Linked DNA regions of Zea mays: region 2 is linked to region 1. Evidence: chromatin contacts called from public Hi-C data. All regions are on one chromosome and are shown on one strand. The core of a region is the stretch at or near the end of the contact, and the rest is flanking DNA. Distances in the headings are between cores, read along the strand shown. Region 1 holds the start of LOC100501078 (Plastid division protein PDV1). Region 2 holds the start of LOC103626964 (F-box/kelch-repeat protein At3g61590-like).

Region 1 (5,894 bases), core at 2,104-4,603:
TATCTGTACCAGCAAGACGAAGCCAAGGAGAAATTATGTTTGTTGTGTGAGATTATTTGGATCAACAACTTTTATTGAAAAAGAGTGGCAAAAGACTTGGCGGTAGAAAGGGAAGACACGTACAGAAGACAGAAAGAAAAACAAAACAACAACAGACCTACTGAACAGACCAACTAACCAAACCAGCCAAACCTGCGTTGACCACAAAAGCAACCTACTATGCAGACCTATGCTGATTGTGAAAGATTTTACTGTTTTTTTTCTAACCATAAGCTTCACCAAAAATAAATCAGAAAGTCATCGAAAATTCTCCTCATTTGACGGTTGCACAGGCTTTTTAAATTCCTCCACCAACCATACAAAGACCTGGAATCATAGATCTCACTAAGGAACGAAAGGTCGGCCCATGACAAGATTCTGTCCCACACCTCCCTGCTGAAGGAACAGTCCTTGCATAAGTGAATCATTGTTTGAAAAGTCGAATTGCAAAGACAACAAGATGGATTGCAAGACCATCCCCTTTTTGAAGATTTTATGTCGTCAACACTCTATTGAGAATTGGATTTTATAGGTGCTACTTGCACTGTCCTGACCATCTGATGTCTTTCAAGTTGTTTAGCTCTTGTATGCTTTTGATAGCCTGCCAAAGGGATACAAAATCTTTTATTTCCTCTTCTCGTATGCATGGTAGGCTTAACTGAATCCATCTATTGTTTCTAGAGCATGAAAAACCGAGATATTCTTCTTCTTTACTTTTCTTGAAAAGACTTGGTGCAATATTCTTTGGTGCTTGACCATGGATCCAACTCAATTTCCAGAATTTGGTTGTTCTCCCATTACCAACGTTCACCATTGTGGATGTATTGAAAAAATCTTCATTTGTGTTGTCACGTCCAAGCACTAGTTTAACCAGTCATTCTACATTACGTGCTTACATAGATCTATTTTAATCTATTCCAATCCACTTTTACCTCTATCCATTTTAGATCTATTTTTTAATCTATCTTTATCTATCCATCCTTAAAGAGATTATTATGTGTCTCCCCGCTAGCCTTCCATACGCAACGCACTCGCCGACGCCCTTTCGCCTCATCCTCCTCCCCACCAGACCTCCACCGCCGCACCCTCCTATCCATCCGGTAGAGCTGTTGGGCCACATTGCTGCTCTTCGTCTACTCCCTCGACTACACCAGGATGTGCCTCACTAGTGACTACAAGGCGATGACTAAGGGCACGAGAGGCAATTCACTGCCCTCGTCGACGTCTACCAGAAGACGTTCTAGTCCGATGGTGTCACCGGGGTACATGTGAGTGCTCCCTATTTTTTCATTGCAGTCGTGTGACTCGTTACCTATGGTGGGTGATTCCATTCATGCATGTGTGTTTGGCATAGGTATTTGCATCTGGTGTAGAACATGTTGTCGCTATTCCCGCATGCGAAGAACAACAAGGTAGAGTCGAAGCATAGCAAGGGGAATTGCTGAATGAGCTACTTGAGACCACGAGCTGCTCCAGTTGGCTCCTCTACATTTACGACAAGAAGTGAAGAAATTGTCTTATGGTAAAGGCTGCTTGCTTGTCTATTTGCTTGTGTTTATGTTGCAACGCAGCTGCTATTTATCCAATGCTGGAAACATAAAGTAGTTTCTCGGAACAATGTAATGTTTGTGCAACCTTGGATAAAAACTAGGTTGACTTTGCATGCATATTGATTTAGATTGTATTGATGAGGTTTTTAAGGTCGATGATAATATATATTTTTTGTTTTTATCAAATAGTTGTGCAATAACATTTTATCGAATATTTTGTATGTTATCGCAACGCTTGTGTATTGTACTAGTTGAACATTTAATTTATTGTTGTGCATTTATAGAGCGATTCACCGGTATCAACACACCCTTGCTGGTTATAGGTCAAACCATGTGGCATGTCTAGAACTCCATAACCTGAGTCACAATCAAGAGGGACTGGCCGTAGCAACATCATGACTCCCGGCTCCGTGTGTCGGCTGCCTAGACGGTCAACAACACAAGCTTTTTTATCCACTAGGACAATACACGTGTGTTACCAACTACACACAATCATATTTGATATACATAAAAATAAATTTAATATCAAAGTGAACATATAGTTCACATATCACATAAACTGCTAAGAACAAACATTACACTTTATCTTAGCCAAAAGATTGAGAAAAGTATAAGTTGAAAAGAAGCCCGATCCCTTTTTATAACTCCACATGTAAGATATTAAACTTATAAGAACAAAATATTATACTTTATTTTAGTCAAAAGGCCGAGAAAGGTAAATTGAAAAAAAACTTGACCCTTTTTTATAGTTAGCTCGATAGTTCGTTCTTCTTTAGCTAGCAAGCTGGTACTATCGTATGGCTTCTTATTGTATTGGGTTTGAGTAGTTTCTTATAGCCCATCTATAGTATAACAACCCATATGTGGTGTATAGGACTATGTGAAGGAGCTGGAGAGAGGAAAATAACTATGTGTTTCACTTGATGCATGACTCATGGAACTAGTTCTTTAAAAAGTAGAGATAGAAATATCAGGCTACCAAAATAGCTCTACAAACACTATCTTAGGAAGCAAATTTTTTACGGTTACATCCTGTCACTCGCGTAAGCCTTCTTGACACTCACAAAAATATCAGGCTACCAAAATAACTCTACAAACAATATCTATCAGGGTCATCAGGAAGCAAAATTTCTACGGTTACGTCCGATCACTAGTGTAAGTCGGATCCACACATCAATCACCTATCTACAATTCTCTACTATATTAAAGTATCAGTTTTTCTGGTTCTATGGTTATATTGTTGTCGCGTCCCTCGTAATTAAATTGAAAAATACTAAAACTCCATGATTATTGATTTTAAATTTACATCCACACTTACCTAGCCAACACAACATACACGTCTTTATGTTATATTATATAATTAAGAATAAATAAAAACCGTAACCCTGTACGGCAGACACTTGTGGTGTCATTTGGCTCAGTGACGTCTCTATTTCTCTATTTCGTCTTATTTTTTTAAAAAAAATTAACATACACCATTTAACTCAATAGACCATGAATTTGTTCATAAGCTACTCTCGCGAAGAAAGCACCCTTATTATCCTGAACTCATGGTTGGGTCTGCCACCAGTGCCGCCGAATCAGCGAAAAGATCTCGATAGAATTTAGCTGATTACCTTTAAATTAGGAAACCAGGTAAAACTTGTAGCAACTGAAGCACTTGCAGGCGCGCTTTCCTCACCACTCTTCCGTCTTCCCTGCATGCAACGAAGAACGAACCAACAAAAGGAAGCTCCCCACCCCCGCCTCGGTGGTGCCGCCATCAGTCCATCACACATCCCCGTCCCCTCCCGTTTCCCTTTCGCTCCGCTCCCCCTCGCTCGGTCACTCCTCACTCCTCAGTCCTCACTAACAATCCGCACCAGGACTCATCAGGGCCGCGCGCGCGCGCCGGCAGCGATGCGGTGGGACGCAGCCGAGGCCGAGGCGGCCCTCGAGCGGATCTGGGACCTCCACGACCGCCTCAGCGATGCCATCCTCGCCGTCTCCCGCGCGCACCTCCTCCTGCCCGCTCCCCCGCCCCCTCCCGTGCCGTCCGCGCCCTCCGCCAAAGGGGCCCACCGCATCGGCGTCGGTAGGAACGGGTGCGTCTTCGTCAAGGACGGCGCCGCCGGCGGCGGAGGTGAGGCGCTGGCCGCCGCCGCGGAGGCCCTGGCCGAGGCCAGGAGCCTGCACGCCATTCGCTCCGCGCTCGAGGACGTCGAGGACCACCTCGAGTTTTTACACGTGAGGCTCCTGCTCCCCTTCCACCCCTTCTGCCCCCTAGGGATAGAGCATCCCAGCCCAAACTGTTCTAGGGTTTCGCGCGTGTAGTACTGTTTGTTAATTCTGGGTTAGGACCACCGCTTCTGACCTGCTGCTGTGCCGAATGGGGACTGCTTTTCGGTGCCCCTTAACGCTCGTTGTTCTCGTGATTGCCGGTCGTTGCGTTCAAGCGATTCAGGCATGAGAAAGTAGAGAGCCCCTATCACCAATAATTCCCATGCCTGTGCTTGTTATGTGGCCAATGAATTCTTCATTCTCGAACAGAACTGGATGGTCCTATCTGTCGTAATCCACAATGACCATTTGTGTTTTAATCGGGTAAAATGCATGTATGCTATTCTTCTGGTAGGAATTGAGTTGCTGCTGAATATTCTACTAGGTGGGATGTTAATGTTTTACCGTGCATCCGAATTTCTACTTGTTGTTTACTTAGAGTTCAGGTCATTTGGCTCACAAGTGGTTGGCCTCCAGCGAATGGTTAGGGTGCAGATGACTTGATCACGAGGGCCATGTGGATGTTAAGGGTGCGGTATTATTTCCACATGGATTCCGTTGCCCTTCCAGTGCTCTCTCTTATGTTTGATGTCCTCATGATACCATTTGGGGTAGTATATCAATATCTTATTTATAGTTGATTGTTACTTTGTGCAAGTTGCAAAGCATAGGGACACCATTACTATGTACAAACTTCATGTCTTGTGGTGTAAGGACTTATTGTCGATCACTTCTCTGTTAAATTAAATCTGTTTTACTATCTTAGCTAAATGAATTCTCAGATGTCAAAGAAAAATAAAATCACTACCAGAAAGCTGCCCACTCCCAAGGATTAGTGGATTTAGTAGACATTTACATGCATATCTGTTATCGACAATTTGGAGTGCCAGGGCTTTTCGTTAATTTAGCTTTACTTGTTCCTGTTAAATCTTTTTGTGAGATCTATTTCTCACTTCTGTTAGTCTTGCTTCACAGACTGTTCAATCACAACAGCGGGCTGAGCGAGATGCTGCAATTGCTAGACTGGAGCAAAGCCGTCTAGTCCTTGCTATGAGGTTAGCAGAACATCGAGGAAAGAAGTATAAAGTAATCGATGAGGCCTTGGCATTTGTTGGTGAAGTGAGTGACAAGAGTCAATTTATCTCACCTGAGGATGTTCGTGCTACCCATAGCCGATCAGAGGATAACGCAGATGACAACAGGGGCAGTGGTTCAAGGATAATGTCAAACGTGTTATCTTGCAGTTTATCATTAGCCAAGAATTCATTTCGACTGGACAAGATCGGGGGCACTCTCGGTAACGCTGCAGTGTTTGCAGTAAGTATGCTTGCTTTCTTGCAGCTGCATCAAATTACATTTGGAAGTAAAACTCCAGCCATGGAATGTAGGAAGAGAATCGAGTACAATCTTCAATCAGGGAGCTCACAACCGAATGGGAAAGGAAAACTTCTGGAGGTTTACCTAGCCAGAGGCTGAAGAATTATTAAGCTCACGCTGTTGGCTGTACAGAAAGTTTTGACCAAAGCTCAGTTTTGTTGGTTTTGTTAGGGCACTGATCATTCTTTACAACGGACTGGACCCTGTTCCAGGCAAAAGGCAACCATGGAACTGTCTGTCCGGTTCTTTTTGGATGGATTTGAAGGATACCACTTATTCTATCTCAAATTGTAAATGGTTTTGTGCTTAGAGATGCATTGTTTGCAAACCGCGTTCAAGCTAACTTGAACTGCCGTTTTCGTACTGCCTACTTTCTTGCCGTGCTCTTGAGGAGGTGTGGTAAGGTTCATCGCTTGTGTGGCAAGTTTCGGGATTGTTGGGGCTACAGTATGATCACATGACATGCTTTGAGTTGTGAGTACTGACGTTATTTGCTTTCTTCTGCCTCGTGCTTGATGATGCATCGCTGCTTTGCTTTGTTGATTGCCTGTCTGGTCATATTTGGTTCAGAAGCTTCTTTGTTTTTGTATGTTCGTATGTGCCCTATTGTTTTTCCTTTTACAGATTGTACCAGTACCCAGCTTTGTTAGGCCATCTCCAGTACACTAC
Region 2 (5,894 bases), core at 1,144-3,643, 430 kb after region 1:
CGACGGAGCTCCCAGATGCCGATTCCCTTGATGACCCCAGGCCTATCTTGCTTGCCGATGCCGCCAACCAGCACGAGCCTCTCGCTCAGGTTCATCAGCCGGCCGCACGTAAGGGCGCACGGCGCCGGGATAGCCATGCTCAGCAGAGAAGTGTGGCTGCTACTGCTACTACTATGCCTTGCATCGAGGTCGTACATCACAAGGCAATGGCGATGCTCGCTATCGTTCATCACAACCCCCGTGGAGTACACCAGGTAGTAGAGGACTCCGTCGCAGATGACGCACTCGTCGCCGCCTCTCCACCCAAGCAACACCCCCGTGAAGGGAGTCGCCCAGGTGCCAGACACCGAGTCGTACAAGTGGATGCTGAACTCCCACTGGTAATACTCGGATGGAACCTGGCTGCTCCTTGCAACGGCCACGGTGTAGCGATGAGTGCTTCTGTCCACGGAGAAGGCGAGGCCACTGTAATCAGCTGTCCTGCCCCCAACAGCAGGAGCATCAGGAAGCCTCTTCCAGTCCTTAGTGATGGGGTTGCACACCAGGACGCTGCGCCTGTTCTCGCTGTCCATCAGGCACACCAGCCCAGCCGACGAGGACGTGGCCCAGTTGCTCCTCTCGATGCAAGGGAAATCGAACCCATACCACTTGCGGAGGCTCGGGTCGTAGGCGAACCCTGAAACCGCATCCTGGCTGCAGGTGAACATGAAGTACCATGGCTTCTCGGGCACCGTCTTGCTCCACGCGTGCCTCTGCGCATGCACAATCTCATGCCACCTTCTGCAAACGGACCCGGACCTTATGACGCTCGCAACGGGCAACAAGGAAAGAACCTTCTCCAGGAGATCGTCTGGGAGAACGGCGTCCAGCGACACTGCCACGTCGGCCCCGTTCTGGTCGTCCTCGCCGTCTTCGTCTTCAGAGACCGGCCTGTACTCTATCACCTGTGAGCCGCTGTAGGAACAAGGATAGAGCTCCCACTCTTCTGTCCCCATCGCCAACATCCAGTGAATAGCTAGCTAATACAAGACCCTGCAAGAGACAATTGTTGCGATAAAAATAAGGGAAATGAACCAAATATGAAAACGTCTGATGCAGATAAAACTAAGCAAGCATTTTCAGCCCAGCCAAATTTTTCTGAGTACAGAGTAGATGTAAATAGAAAAGCAATGTTCAGGTCAGACTCTCTATACTCTGTACCACCATGTATAATGCAAATTCGATGAAAACAACCTGGTGGCTGTCTACATCTCAAGGGCACATCTGCCGGTAACCAAACACCAAAAGTATGCCATTTCTTTAACAGACTAAACTCGCCTAGATGAAAAGGGCAATAATCCAACCTGACCAATCTAACCTTCTTTCAACGACATGAAATGCAGTAAGATCAACAAATGGCAGAGGTCTGACCAGTTTCTCTCTCTTTATTACTTGTTACATAAATAAATAAATAAATCTTTTCTCGATCCGTATATTTGTCTTGTGCCACGAGGACGATTAAACGGGGAAAAATGACAGAAACAGCTACTTCTAATTGCCGGGGGGACAAATTGCCGGACAATAACGTCCCCATCACAAATAGAACCTCTCTATTATTATTTTTTTTCCAGAGAGGGCCACAGCTGATTTTTGGCCACCACATTCAATTTGCCGCGGAAAGGGCCACATCACGATCATTAAAGGCAGGCGCAGACAAATAAAGCAAGCAGCGCAGGCAAGAGCAGCACTATCTACCCACCGAATTTTACCAGAAACCACACCACGAAACGCACGCCTCATGGCTAGTACCAATCCTTGACGCCGCGCGAAAAAGCAAGCGCTAACCCGCAATTCAATGCATGATGAAGCATAGACCCTAAACCCCCCAAAAAATAAAAAAAAAGAATCCCCCAAACAATCCATGTCTCACTGAAAAAAAAAAAGACAAACATGAATGGGGGAAGACGATGCGATTGGTTACCTGTCCTCGACAACAGAAATCCAAGAGAAGGCCCTCCCTCCCACAATCCACCAAGCCGCCGCCGTGTCCTCCAGAGTCCCGACGCTTTCAGGAACAGACCGAACAGGGATTCATCGCCAAGAGCTAAACAAATGCACCAAAAACCAAATCTTCCGGGCGGAGAGGGAGAGGGTACCGGCAGCGCGTCTGTAGCGCGTTGGGCGGCCGGTGCCGATCGGATGAGGCGCCGAGTTGCACGAATCTGGTGGGGGCGAGGGGCCTTCGTCGTGCCCACCACCTACTCCGGGAAAGAGATGGAACAGTGGAAGGGCTTCCTCCTGCCCCTACATTAGATCAGGCCCCCCTCCTCCCCCATGGGCGTCGCGCGAGACTAGCGGAGCGACACAATGGCGTATATATGGAGGGGAGAGGGAGGCAGAGAAAGGGGAAGGTGCTTGCTTCAAGCAAAGAAAAAAATGTTTTAGACAGTGAGGGAGGGATGGAGGGAGAGGGTCGATCGGTTCAGCTCCAGACGTACTAGTGTAGTGGGAGAGAACGGAAATCCTTTGGATGGTGCTTTTTTGTCTACCGGACATATCCACCTGACATGTGACATAGATAATCTCACTGTCATCCTGTGCTATCTAGCTCTACCCTCTCCTAACGCATTCGTAATATCACGAGGACTTTTTTTAAGTATTATATCTCGTTTTGATGTAGATATTGGTATACAAAATCAGGATTTAGATTCAGTTTTTCTAAATTCTGTTGTTTAGTTGCACATAGAATTGGGTTTTTAAAACCAGAGAGTCAATTCCGTGGTATTGGACTATAACTAGAAACTCTCTCTCCCAATTGAGAGTGTTACCCCTCTGTGCAGGGACATCCAAATAATAGAACTGTAATTTCATCTAATTTCAATACCATGGCTGATTTTATATTCAAACCAATTCAATTTCATGCCCTCCAGTACCGGCATATGAACGAAGCATTAGACATTCGGCTGAGCTTTTTACAGCGCTGCTACTGTAGCTGGAGGCTATTCTTCCGAAGCTAAAGTATTAAGGACTAGTTTGGGAACTATATTTTTCTAAAGGTTCCTATCTTTCTAAAGGAAAATAAACTATTTTTCGTTAGAAAAATGGAAATCCCTTTAGAAAATAGGGTTCTTAAACTAGCCCTAAAAAGTGGGAAAATCTATGGGCATGGCCTAAAACAGACAACCGAACATTGTCTTTATTACAACAGGGGGGTTTGAAAGGGAAATGTGCCCTTGGGTCATTTCTAGTATATTTTGGTGATTAAGTGCTCAATACATATTGAGTGAGTTATTATGTGCCAAATCTTTACTACTCTATAAGATAGCAAAGTAGGCGTCCACCAGCTACCGTGGCTCCGCTCCCGTGATTCGCGTGCCCCCGCCCCGTGATCCATCCTCGCCCGCCCGCATGACTCGCCGCCATCGACGCGAGGAGCTGCTGCATCGCGTCGCCTGCGCCGCACCTCCCGCGCCCGCTCATGGATCCCACCTCCGCACACCGCGCTCCACTGCTCCCTCCCCGTCTTTCTCGCTGCTTCCCTCCATCTGTTCAGGCAAAGGGCATTGCAGTGCCAGCCATCTGCCACCGCCCTAAACCCTTCGCAGCGCCAGCCATGGAGAGGCTTATCAGCCCCCACCGCTCTAGATCATCCTGTAGCATTAGCGGCATCTGGTCAGTGGTTGTGTGGATCCGAGGCCTCTAAGTGCAGATCCAGTCCTACTTGCTCCGGATTTGGTGTTCTCTCGCGGAGGGAAGCCCGCTGAACAAAGCTCCTCCGCCGAAGGGTTAGTATGAGGCTCCGCGTGGGCTTGCCCTGCTGGTCGGTTACGCTTACGCTGAGGTCCTCCGGTAGGTGGCAATGGTTCCAGATTTCCGGTTACAACCTGGTTACATTTCTCAGGTTGCTATGGGATTTGGATTTCAAGCTATCTGCGGACGGGGAAACTTACTCCAGCTCGATCGATGATTGGGAGTTTGGACTTTGTGTTTTTTTTGCTTAGAGCCCAGGATCGCTTCCCTATCCACCTTGTTTTCCGCCTTGATTGTGTGCTCGGATGCTCTCTCGTCTTTGCTCTAGAACATTTCAGCAATTACTTAATCCATTTCAAACCTCATCTTGGACGAGCCTCGTGCCTTGGGTGGGTGTTCAAGACACCTTTGGGCATATTAGAACACAAAAATTGGTTCTAGCCTTAGTCATCTTCGCTGTTCTCAAGTATTCTGTTATTCGCTATATTTCCGTCAAGGCTGTACATTCAGTTGCCGACTACGGTTCCTGTGGCGTCGGCACCGAGACCAACGGGGAAGACACCGCTGAAGGGGAGGAGGCAGAGGGAAGCCCGTGGAACAAAGCCCCCCGCCTCGACGACGCTGCTCGGACTACGCTTCCTGTGGCGTCGGCACCGAGACCGACGGGGAAGACGCCGCTGAAGGGGAGGAGGCGGAGGGAAGCCCGCAGAACAAAGCTCCCCGCCTCGACGACGACGCTGCTCGGACTGCCGCAATGGCCGAGATCCCCCGCCCCCACGCCTCCTCGAATCAGCCTCGATCTGCCGCCATGGATGACGACGACGTGTTGCTCGACGTCTCCCCATCACTGGCCCACTTAGGCATCCATCCTCGAATCTCTACCCCCACCCCCACACCTCCCCGCTGCCGAACCAGCCCCGATCTGCCACCATGGACATCGACGACGTGTCACCCGATGCCTCCACGTCGCTGGCGCACGGCATGGCCCCGCAGCCGGTGGATCCGCCGAGGCGGCGGAGGAGCAACAACACGAAAGCGTCTCCAGGGGCAGGAGGGTGGTGGCAGCGTCCGCGGATGATGGGACCAGCAGCTGCGGAAGCAGCACGTGGGAGAGCGCCGCAGCTGCTGCGGCTGTGGCGGATGTGGCGACCATGGCGTGGCGACCTGTGGCAAATGGCGGCATGAAGAAGAAGCTGATTCGAGGAGTCGTCGCTGGACTGGGAGAAGTACATGAAGGACAATAACAAAATTCTCGGAGGTTCAGATCTCACTGTTCACTGTAATTCTGCAGAGCCACATGCCTTTTATTGTGATAATTTGATGGTCCTTTCACCACTCCTCGTTCTAGAGAACCCCTGAATTTCTTAGATGGTCTTGTTTCATTTCTGTGATATGAACAAAGTATTACATGACACGCTGCCTGTGAAGTTTGTTGCATCCTAGAATTAGAGCATTAGGCTGGAAAGACCGTCACAGTCTGAAATACTAATTGCTGGTCCATTCTTGGCGGATTTTGATATCTGACTAAATTTGGGAGATCTGATCACAAAACAGAATAATGGATTTAGTGGACCAATTTTCATTGCACTGGTAGATTCAAATTGAATTCTGATTTAATACCATGCTATTATATATTGAGTTAACAAGCCCTAGATATGCATATTCACACCTCTATAAACCATTTGCTGTTGCAGAATTTGAGTGCCTTGACAAATCACCATTCAGATACTTTCTTGGGGAACTATATGGTGGCAATTCACTGGGAAGCACAATTGCAGTGGGCAATGAGAAGAAGCGGCAGCGGGTGTACAACACTATGTTTCATGTCCCATGGAGATGTGAACGGGTATGCATCTGCACTTCTAATGGCAATACTTGTGTAAACCTCATGTATGTGATATAGGAGTACTTTTAAAATGTAATATAGTCAAATAAATAAAGTGTCATCTTTGTATAGCAGTTGTGTCATCTTAGTTTGGCATTGCTATGAAAATTTAGAATGTGAATACTTATGTTTTCTATACTAATCATGTATTCATGTCTCATTTTGACTACCCAGGGAAATTCAGAGTCGTGTTCGCCTCAATTCCTGCACCCATCTTTGCAGCTCTATATTGTTCAACAAAAGATTTGGTTAGTGCCTTCATGCTTCCATTTTTCCTTTT

The links. A called contact is a pair of places that touch in the nucleus more often than the background predicts.
Region 2: a contact with region 1 is called in a Hi-C map of ear, with 2.7 times the contacts expected there. The contact joins the promoter of LOC103626964 here to the promoter of LOC100501078 in region 1. A contact is called at or near these places in 5 of 25 Hi-C or Micro-C datasets (bundle sheath, ear, leaf and 1 more).

The regions. Positions count from the first base shown.
Region 1 is chr5:141,553,499-141,559,392 of Zm-B73-REFERENCE-NAM-5.0, forward strand. LOC100501078 (Plastid division protein PDV1) reads left to right here and starts at 3,354. Exons shown (of 2, transcript NM_001195905.1): 1 at 3,354-3,815; 2 at 4,824-5,505. The coding sequence starts at 3,489. The coding sequence ends at 5,324.
Region 2 is chr5:141,981,531-141,987,424 of Zm-B73-REFERENCE-NAM-5.0, forward strand. LOC103626964 (F-box/kelch-repeat protein At3g61590-like) reads right to left here and starts at 2,394. Exons shown (of 3, transcript NM_001301597.1): 1 at 2,136-2,394; 2 at 1,961-2,044; 3 at 1-1,032. The coding sequence starts at 1,004.